Linked DNA regions of Triticum aestivum: region 2 is linked to region 1. A link is a contact called in public Hi-C data. All regions are on one chromosome and are shown on one strand. Each heading gives the region's core, a stretch centred on a gene start, on an enhancer-like site or on the middle of the called end of the contact. The rest is flanking DNA. Distances are from core to core; before and after follow the strand shown. Region 1 holds the start of LOC123103232 (protein DWARF 53). Region 2 holds the start of LOC123103233 (E3 SUMO-protein ligase SIZ2).

The links. A called contact is a pair of places that touch in the nucleus more often than the background predicts.
Region 2: a Hi-C map of leaf shows a contact between it and region 1, with 5 times the contacts expected there. The contact joins the promoter of LOC123103233 here to the promoter of LOC123103232 in region 1. A contact is called at or near these places in 2 of 5 Hi-C or Micro-C datasets (both in leaf).

Annotation. Positions count from the first base shown.
Region 1 is chr5A:332,775,699-332,781,555 of IWGSC CS RefSeq v2.1, reverse strand. LOC123103232 (protein DWARF 53) reads left to right here and starts at 4,296. Exons shown (of 3, transcript XM_044524755.1): 1 at 4,296-5,857. The coding sequence starts at 4,732.
Region 2 is chr5A:333,107,964-333,113,081 of IWGSC CS RefSeq v2.1, reverse strand. LOC123103233 (E3 SUMO-protein ligase SIZ2) reads right to left here and starts at 2,042. Exons shown (of 16, transcript XM_044524756.1): 1 at 1,739-2,042; 2 at 549-629; 3 at 226-274; 4 at 49-127. The coding sequence starts at 1,780.

The sequences.
Region 1 (5,857 bases), core at 3,047-5,546:
AGTATTCTTTTCTGTAAGAACCTACATAACAAATGATCCTTAAATCAGTTATCCTAACTGTTTCAAGTCTCAGGGGCTACTGATATATATAATCATCAACTTTTCTCACCCGTATGTCTTTTACATACTGCTCCGTGGCTCTGGCTAGACCATCTTGAGCGGCATGGAGGTGCGCGTCTCTCGAGTTGAAGGCATCCAACGCCTATGGGGAGAAACAAGCGTCACAAAGAACAGTCCGGGGACGCCTGTGGTTCATGGCACTTTCCACCTCATAATGGGTGGCGGACAGTCTATCTGTATCCTCTGTCGGAGGAGCACCCGGCGCACGCCTTGTACTCGTTCCCACCTCTGAGCCTGGCCTTGGAGCCCGGCTTGTGGAGGCGCGATTGGTAGCCTCTCCGGGTATAGTCCGGCGAGTGCTCTTTTTCCTGAAAAGAAGGCATGGGCGTTAGTATGCCTCTGAAAATTATGTCTTGCAATAAAAACGGCGCGCCATACCACTGCGTCGGTGCCTCAATCCGGACTGCGGATCTTTTTAGCCTGCCTGGCCTAGCGGCCCCTTGTTGGCTAGTTGCCACGGGCTCGACCTTCTGCTCCGAGGACTTCCCCTGCAAAACACGGCTGTTATACGACAATAAAAAGAGCACAAGGACGGATCCCTTTTTAACTGTTGGGATTTCGGTCTCAGTCACCTGTGAGGCTGGAAATAGCCCAGGGTAATCGGCCGTAATGGCCACCAAGGTATTGTCATTACTCCCTTGGTAAAATACCCCATCGATCAGCTCCACGGATATGTCTGGATCCTCCTGGGAGGCCGGGTCAAGGGACCATCCAGGGTCCTCGGGCTATGGGGGAGGGTTGTTTATCTCCTTTACTGCCTGGCGCAGCTCCTGCGATGAAATCGCTAGAATGAATACTTAAACTACGGGAATACAAAACGGATGGGCGAGAAAAATCTCCGCTTACCCAGCTTGGACGGTTGTACATGGAGAATCCGCCCTGCGGATTGACGCGGAGGAATTCCTCCTCTTCTCCCTTGTACAAAGTGGACAAGATCTTTATTAGATCGGCAGCCGATCCCGGCCCTTTGCGGCCGTGGCGGGTGGCGTCATCCTCCCCGTTGAAATCCCACATGGGGTGGCCCCTATACTGGAGCGGCTGCACCCCCGCATAATGCATATAGCCATGACCTCGATCATGGTCAATCCGGATCGAGCTAAAGAGCTTATCCGGCTCATCAGATAAAGAATGTACAGGTCGTCTTCCTCCAGGGGGCTCCATGGACGCCAGCTCTGACGCTTCTTCAAAGGGGCGTTGTCAAACTCTGGAAGGCCGATCCGAATAGGGTCCGGAAGGGGGACATCTTCTATATAAAACCATTCTGAAGGCCAGTCTTCGGACGTCTTCTTTGGGGTCCAGTATAGGTATCCGGTCCCGGCGATACGCCACACTTCGGCTCCGCCCACTTGATATATTGATCCCTTCTTAGAACGGAGCACCAGACAGAACAGCTTCTTCCACAGAGCGAAATGAGCCTCACAGCCCAAAAATAACTCACAAAGGGCTACGAATCCCGCGATATGCAGGAGAGAAGCAGGCGTGAGGTTGTGCAGCTGGAGGCCATAGAACTCCAGAAGCCCTCGGAGAAACGGATGGATTGGGAATCCGAGCCCTCTTACCAGATAAGGGATAAGGCACACCCGCTCTCCCTTGGAGGGATTGGGATGGCTCTCCGCTTGCTCTCCGCCATTATAGGTGGCAATCCCGGCTTGAACTGGGACCAGGTACGCTGGGGGAAGAAATCCCTTGGACTGAAGCATCACCAATTTGCTATACGGGATGGAACATCTCTCCCAATCTCCAGGCTTGGAGCTAGGGGTGCGAGAGGAGGAGCTGCATCGACCGGCCATGGTGGAATGGATCTCTATCGGGTACGCTCTGATGAAGACTCGGCAAGGGAGGATGATGTGATTTGGATCTGAATCCTCGTCTTTTTAAATAAGCGTCCCATTTGTATAGCTAGGGGGGTAAATGTGAAAACACCCTGGCTCTTCACATTCGCTCAACACGTGGAAAGTGGCCATTATTGGACGCGGAAGCCAAGAAATACAAACCATCACGAGGAACCGGACATTATTTCGACAGGTACACAGAATTTGGAGAAGGAACCCGCCCTGCAATGCCGAAGACAACTGCGCACCGGACTCATCGTCATTGAAGCCTGGTTAAGGGGCTACTGTGGGAGTCCTGGATTAGGGGGTCTCCGGACAACCGGGATATCTCCATTGGCCGGACTGTTAGACTATGAAGATATAAGATTGAAGACTTCGTCTCGTGTCCGGATAGGACTCTACTTGGCGTGGAAGGCAAGCTAGGCAATACGTATATGGATATCTCCTTCTTTGTAACCGACCTTGTGTAACCCTAACCCTCTCCGGTGTCTATATAAACCGAAGAGTTTTAGTCCGCAGGACAATAATCACAACATACAATCATACCGTAGGCTAGCTTCTAGGGTTTAGCCTCTCTGATCTCGTGGTAGATCTACTCTTGTAACACCCATATCATCAATATCAATCGAGCAGGACGTTGGGTTTTACCTCCATCAAGAGGGCCCGAATCTGGGTAAAACTTCGTGTCCCTTGCCTCCTGTTACCATCCGCCCTAGACGCACAGTTCGGGACCCCCTACCCGAGATCCGCCGGTTTTGACACCGACAGCACCCTTGTAATCATGTTCATCATCATCAATATCAATGAAGCAGGATGTAGGCTTTTACCTCCACCGTGAGGGGCCGAACCTGGGTAAAAACCTCGCGTCTCTCGTCCCACTCAACCCCTCTCAAACTACCACGTAGATGCATTGGCCTCACGACTAAGTCCTGACACTAAGGACATCTGTCGTGACAATTCCACGACAGTATCTAGTCATAATATGTTAATATTTCGTTGAACATGTTATATGCTAGCTACTAGTCATATCATGTTAATTAGCAATTTGATGAACTTAATTGATGTCATTTGGCTCTACTAGTAATGTCTACCTTAAATGCTATATGATATACTGTTGCTACTAAACTGAAAAATGTTATCATTTGGCTAGGAAAACACCATTGTGTAGCTTTTTTTATGTGTAAATATCAAATTAGTGGTGTGGCCCTATTATGACATGCCATCGACGATGAATATTACTGGTTGTGTGCCTTGTTACCACACGCCATCAGTATATCCCGTACCGGTGGCGTGCCTCCATGTGACACGCCACCAGTATATCTGCTATTGATGACGCGGGGTCCACATGCCACCAATATATTGTATCAGTTGCGCATATTGATGGTGTGGGGGCGACACGTCACAAAGGTGTTTTTTAACATGCCACCAGTAGCGTCTTCTGCGCTAGTGTCTGTAAGATCTCTCGACGATCAATCATGTCACTAAAATTTGCGACAAGAGAAAAATATAGGGCATCAAATTGTTTCAACAGTGTAATTGACAATTTACATTCTTTCGTAAGAAAATGTTATAGAAAGCATCACTTTCATGATTTTTTTGCGTAAGTTATGTCCACATCGATATGGATTGCAGCACGCCGTAAAGATCCTAAGTCTCTCTCTGTAAGTTATCTAAATATCATCACACGCCACTTGTCACTAATTGGTAGGGCCATAGCCCACTGTAAGCACAGCACAAAGGCAACATTTCTAGTGGATTCTCTCTAGACCTCTCTCTACTATGTACATTGCTTTCCCTCATAAAAAATAATAGTACTATGTACATTGCTCAATCCACTCATATATGGAAGACAGTAAAACCAAGGTGCATGTGTGGCTGGAAACGAGGAACAAATCAATTTGGAGACACACAAATATCTTCCGGCGCGTCTTTGACAGCACGGGTCGACAACAAAATCGGACGGATGTGATGTAAGCCTAACAATAAACAGAACAATAGACGTCTACATCGAGCTAAAGATGCGGTTTGTTTCTCAAGCCACACACACAAAAAAACGTTTTTCCCCCGCTCAAGGTGGATTCCGCAATTAGAAAAGGCTGAAATTCCCATTACAAACATGTAGTTGGACCGCGTCGGGGGCCAATAATTGGTCGTGCGAAAATCATCGGAGGACCATATGAATGAGCGCTTCACCAGCTATTCAAGAGGGAGGCAGGGTGCATGCATCCTGCGACTGTGCCCATAGCTTATGCTAGATCCCATTGCGTTGGGCATCTTCTAGGCCTGGGCTACACGATCTCATGCCGCATTGTGCGGTAAATGGAAGGGAACAATCATGCTGCAGCAGCTAGGATGGGGAGGAGTACACGACAGAGCACGGCGAGCGGGCGGGGCAATGGCCAAAAGGAGGAGGAATCTCGATCTCAATCTCAATCTCAATCCGCACTTGCACTGCCGCTAGGCCACAGTGTGTGACGAGGGCTGCCGCATCCGCATATATGCTCCACCCCACCAAATTTCCCCACTCCGATGGGCCTCACCACGCCGAAACCCATAAAAAAGAGAGGAACCAGACGATATCCGTCGTGGTTTATAAGCAAGCAATCCACCTTCACTCCCAGCCGATTATTATCCCCACCCCGGAAGCCGAAAAATCCGAAGCGATCCTCGCTGTCGTTGGCGGTTTACCCCTCGGGCTCGGGCGTTTTACGCTTGCGCCCCATGCCCGGTGAAAAGTAGTCGCAGCCAGCCGAAAATCCCCCCGTGCGCCCGCGGAGAGATGCCCACGCCGGTAGCCGCGGCGAGGCAGTGCCTGTCGCCGGCGGCCGTGACGGCGCTCGACGCCGCGGTCGTGTCCGCGCGGCGCAGGGTGCACGCGCAGACCACGTCGCTCCACCTCGTCGCCGCGCTGCTCGCGCAGCAGGCCCCGCCGCTCCTCCGCGACGCGCTCGCGCGGGCCCGCAGCGCCGCCTACTCCCCGCGCGTGCAGCTCAAGGCGCTCGAGCTCTGCTTCGCCGTCTCGCTCGACAGGCTCCCCTCCGCCGCCTCCTCCTCGTCCGCCGACGAGCAGCCGGAGCCGCCCGTGTCCAACTCGCTCATGGCGGCCATCAAGCGCTCGCAGGCCAACCAGCGCCGCAACCCGGACACCTACCACTTCTACCACCAGGCCGCCTTCCAGGCCGCCACCGCCGCCTCGCAGGTCAGGGTCGAGCTCTCGCAGCTCCTGCTCGCCATCCTCGACGACCCCGTCGTCAGCCGCGTCTTCGACGACGCCGGCTTCCGCAGCGCCGACATCAAGCTCGCCATCCTACGCCCCGCGCCGCCCATGCCGCTGCTCGGCCGCCTCCCTACGCGGGCCCGCCCGCCGCCTCTCTTCCTCTGCAGCTTCGCCGCCGCCGACGACGCCGACGTGCCCTCGCCCGCCGGGAGCATCGCCGGCGGCGCCGGCGAGGAGAACGGCCGCCGCATCGCCGAGATCCTCGCCCGGGGCCGCAACCCCATGCTCGTGGGTGTCGGGGCCGCGTCCGCCGCAGCGGACTTCGCCGCGGCCTCGCCGTACCGCGTCCTCCCCGTCGGTCCAAACTCCATCGACCAAACAGAACTCGGCGTGGAAGCGGCGATGGCTGGCGCCACCTCCGGCCTCGTCGTAAGCGTCGGTGACCTCAGAGAACTGGTCCCGGATGACGGCGAGCTCCAGGAGAGGGGGCGCCGGGTGGTGGCGGAGGTGACGCGGGTGCTGGAGACGCACAGAGAGGGGCGTGTCTGGGTGATGGGGTGGTCGGCCACCTACGAGACCTACCTCACCTTCCTGTCCAAGTTCCCCTTGGTTGACAAGGACTGGGAGCTCCAGCTGCTGCCGATCACGGCGGTGCGCGCCGGCGGGCTCATGCCTCCGGCAACCACGG
Region 2 (5,118 bases), core at 793-3,292, 330 kb before region 1:
CCAAATAATACAAACACAAGGTCAGTATGTGAACAAATGCAAACTCACCTAAAGGTTTCATCAACTATTTTCAACACGGTTTCTTTTTCAACTGCCGGTTTCTTTGTTAAGCCATTCAGTTGTGATACTGCAAGAACAATATGAAAGTTATTCCTCTTGTACCTTTAGACAAACACTAGTATAAAAGGGCCAGTGTTGGAAGAAGAAAGACAAAAAACAATGCACCTTGATCTTGTTGATCAGATAGTATTGCTAAGATTTTATCCACCAATTCCTGGAATTGTAAAGCAAAATCAGATAAACAAAAAGTGGCTTAGAAGTAAATACTCAATATAAGTACTAAAAGGCACAGAGAAGTTAATTAGTTCCGAAAGATGTTACGGTATTAGTAAGGACGACTTGACAATCTAATCGATTATTTGTTCCCAAAGTAAAGGGAAGATTGAAACGTTTGAGCAAGTGATGTAAACTTGTAAAGTAAAGCAATAAGTATAATTTATATTTGTAGAATGTATTCATGTAGATTTACGAAATTGGATTGAACAAACCTGCTTCTTTCCTTGCTTTGAAAGTCCAAGCAGATGCAGGACATCTTTTAGCTCTTTTATTCTGAAGTGCTTCAACTTGTCCTGCAACAAAGCATTTAGCTATCAGCGACATAAAACAGATGAATAAGCCACACAGGTCTATTCCTTTAGGACAAGACTAACACATACATGAAAAGGGGTGCTAAATAAGATAATCACTTGAAAGCTCTACTTCGTAAGAGGGGCATCTTGACAACATAAAAGAACTAACACAGAAAATGATGAAATTTCCAATATAGACCACTCCAATTGATTATACATAGTGATGTAAACAAGAAACAAGTTTTATCAGATGATGCGAGGAGCTGAGGGCAGAACTATCGATGCCGCTGCTATCCCGTATACTATACATGAGTAAGGGCATGGTATAGTGTAATATAGCGACAGTTCTGGACTGTTGTCAAATGCTTGGGTAAGAGCACCTAGTAGCTATCAACTACAATATACAGATATTAAGTACCACTAAAGTGAAGGTGGCGCAGCAATGACATTTAGCAATGGAACTCAAATCTAAAACTTGGTTACTAAATGCATCCCTCCAAACAATCTTACTGAAGCCAAGTTGCCGAGCAATGTAAACAGTACCAGTGGAAGAGAATGGCAAACAGATAAAGAAATCAGCTAGCTTTGCGGAAACAAGCAATGCAAGAAGACTAAGAAATACTAACTGTGAGCAGTTTCAGCACCTAGCAAAATGTTAGTAGGGCATGTCAGCTTGGGCGTCAGCGGTGTCGAATCCCAGATTGCAATCTCTACAGAAAACAACTTGTAACGATGTAAGATGCGCAGCTGCGGCCTAATTGTAAGCAGTTACATGTATGGACCTAGTAGCCAGGCTTGGTAAGTAAAGCTAGTTCAAGTTACAGAAGGGAATTGACAAGGGATGATCAATCAAGAGTTTCCCTGTCCCTAATCGGCTAAACAGAAACCTATTAAGCGGTAGGAGTATGAAACTAATCAAGACGGCTCGTCAGAGTTCTACTAGGTCATGATGGGAGGGGGTCGCTGGAGGAGGGCCTTAGAATTAGAACCGACCCGTCGCCAGATTGAGGTCGCCGTACAGGGTAGAAGCGGTCATCCACCGCGGAACACGTCCCGATGGAATCGCAAACGTATGAGGCATGGAGGGATATGCGTAGAGATGCGGGTACCTTGCAACCGGCGAGCGCCGCGTCGGCGGACTCCGGCTCCATGGCGGCTCTGGCCGGGGGGAATCCAATGTGACGACGCCCTACGCGAGGCGGGCGGAGTGCAGGGAGGAGCGTCGGCGGAGAATTGGAGGAGGCTAGAAGAATCGCGGCTGCCGGAGGAGGAGGGGCGCTCCGCTCCGTTGGTGTGCGGCGGCTCGCGGGCGTGGCGGCCTGGCTGCTCTCTTTTCTCCTCCTCTTCTCTTCGGGTGATGACGACGACCGAGGGAAGAAACCTACGACGGGATCTGGGCGGGACGCGTGTACCCTACGAGGACTGGCGCGGATCTTAATGCTCTCTCCCCTGGCTTAGGCGACAGATCCGATTTTGATTAGGGTCTTTTTTAAGGGACTTTGATTATGAGTCTTTGGAGTAACTTCCGTTACATGTGGCGTATGACTTATACTAGTAGACATCCTTGACGTATGAAAACAACCAGTAATGTCAACATCTTGTTGTGAACTTGTCGTAGCTCTCATGATCAGGGTTTTTTATTATGCTTTTATATTTATATAAATATTTTGCAACCATACAATAATTAAAAATTATTATTATATTATATTGTCCAAATTTTATTGTCCCATACAACCAAATATATCACTAAATATATTGCAAAACATTCGTGCAGCAATGTGTGAGATAACATCTAATCCTATATACCTAAATAGTTGATCCCCACTTAACTTCAACTAGATGATACCCCGCACGTTGTTGCGGGAATATTTTGTAACATATTTCAATGTGACTCGTTGTATGAAACATGAATATTTGAAGTAATAATATAAAAAGCTAACAATAAAAATACATATAATTTATTGTGCTTGATTACTATATAGCTGTAAAATGTTTATTAAATGTATATAGCATAATAGAATGAAAAAACCCTCATGTATGTTACATGTTGAGATAAGTCTTTTTTTCATGCATGTCATGATGAAGTGGCATGCTTGCATGTTGAGAGACATATGATAGTGGGGGTGAGCCTTTTCTCATGCATGTTGTGCAATGATGTGGCATGCTTGCATGTTGAGAGAAATAGTTAGTGGGGGCTAGCTATTTAGATATACTCCCTCCGTTCCTAAATACTTGTCTTTCTAGGCATTTCAACAAATGACTGCATACGGAGCAAAATGAGTGAATCTACACTTTAAAATATGTCTACATACATCCGTATGTAGTAGTCATTTGAAATGTCTAGAAAGACAAATATTTAGGAACGGAGGGAGTAGAAGATTCTCTCAATGTGAAAGTATGCCACCTCACCATGCCAGCATGTATGAACTAAATAATTGATCTCCACTAAGAGCATCTTCAGCAGCCGCGCTAAACAAGCGCCGCGCCTCAATTTTGCCCTTTTTAGCGCGCGCGCAATCGGTAGAGGGGCTCCAGTGCGCGCGCAATAACCGCGCGCGCGGCATATAGAGTTGGGCACGCGGTCTGAATCGCCATCACGTGCTGTGAATTTGGGGCACCCGCTTCCGCGCGTGGCACACACGAGCGCTCGCGCCGCACTCTCTCCACCGCGCCACCTTCGCCCCACACGCGCCGGCGCCGGCGAATTGACCCGATGGACGCACGCGCCGCCCCCCCCCCCCTCACCCCTTCCTATAGCCGCGACCCCTCCATCGCCGCCGCTACCACAAACCCTGGCGTGGAGAGCATTGGCCTCGCCTCCGCCGGAGCTCCTCCGAGCATCGGCCTTGCGCGCGGCCTCTTCATGCCGTCGTGGATGACCTCGGCGGCGGGTGGCGTCACGCGGGCGCTCGCCGTGAAGCCACGTGCCCCCCCCCCTCGAAGCTCCCAAATGCGGCGCAGCCGAAGAAGGGCAAGACATCCGCGAAGAAGAACAAGGTGGCGGACGGCTCCGGCACCTCAAAGGCGTCGAGGAAGAAGCTTGCAGGGCGTGTGACGGGCACGGCGGCTACCGAAGCGCCGGTGAGCTCACTTGTTGAGCCGGCGGCCGACGCGCACAATATGTTCGAGGAATTGCCCCAAAGGTAGAAAATTTCCCCCAACTTATCTTTTGTTGTTATTTTTTGAATGCATACATATAGATAGCTTTTTTACATTGTTATATATACTTTGTAGTGTCAACAATGATGCATACATGTCAACTATGAGGGTTGGCTCCAACAATTCGCATTAGTCTCAAACCAATGACATGCATTTCGATGACCATGAGTTCGAGGTGGACGAGGATGGTGAGGGCATTGTCGACGCACCGAAAGGAAGAGCGGGCAATTACACCAACGCCGATGACATCTTACTATGCAATACTTGGTTGCAAGTCTCGAGGGATCCATCGGTTGGAGGTGATCAAAGTAGAGATGCTTATTGGCTTCGGATGAAGGAACACTTTGATGTTCGCAACGTTAGTGGAATTGACCGCTCCGATCTGTAAGTGCATCTAGTGCCACCCCTAGTTGGTTTTGGAGTATTGACGACAAACCTAGTTGAGGGACTAATGTGTTTGTGAGAATTGTAGGATAACACAGGTAGAAGTCCCTCATTGATTCGGTTTTCCTACCAGAGATGACCCCTAAAAATGTATGAAGACATTGATGTCAAAGGTGGTATGTGAAGATACTCACATTGAAGACTATGACAAGAGAAGACATCGCATGAACCCTATGGAGCTCGAAGACTTAGATCTTTTGTAGTTTTGTTTCTTCTTTGTTGAGTCATAGGAACCACCGTACTGTTAAGTGGGGTCCAAGTGAACCAGTCAGAATGACTGAAGTGATGCTTAACCAAAACCTATGTCTTCGAGTGAAGACTATGAGAGCAAAACTTGTCCAGAGTCGGACAAGTCAGCTTTGCTTGTAGCCCAAGTAAAGTTGTCGCGTGAGTTTGAAATCTGACCGTTGGAACACGTGTCAGTTCCTTAGTGACCCAGGGTCATTTCGGACAAATCAGGTCGGGTTGCCTAGTGGCTATAAATAGCCCACCCCCTACAACCATAAATGGTTGGCTGCTTAGAGTTAGAGTACGGCTTTTGTCGTTTGAGAGCAACCCACCTCGAAGCCTTTGAGAGAGAATTCCTTGCAAGGATAAAACCCTAACCACCCAGAGCCAAAGAGTGTTAGGCATCACTTAAGCCTTCTTGTCTGTGTGATCTGAAGACTTATTACACTTGAGGACTGTGAATCTTCCAGCCGGTTAGGCGTCGCGTTCTGAGCATCCAAGAGACATTGTGGATTGCCGGTGAACGAAGTCTGTGAAGGTTTGGGAGTCTACCTTGAAGACTTACCTGAGTGATTGGGCGAGGTCTGTGTGACCTTAGCTCAAGGGGAATACGGTGAGGACTGGGTGTCCTGAGCTGCGTGTTCAGGACTGGGTATCC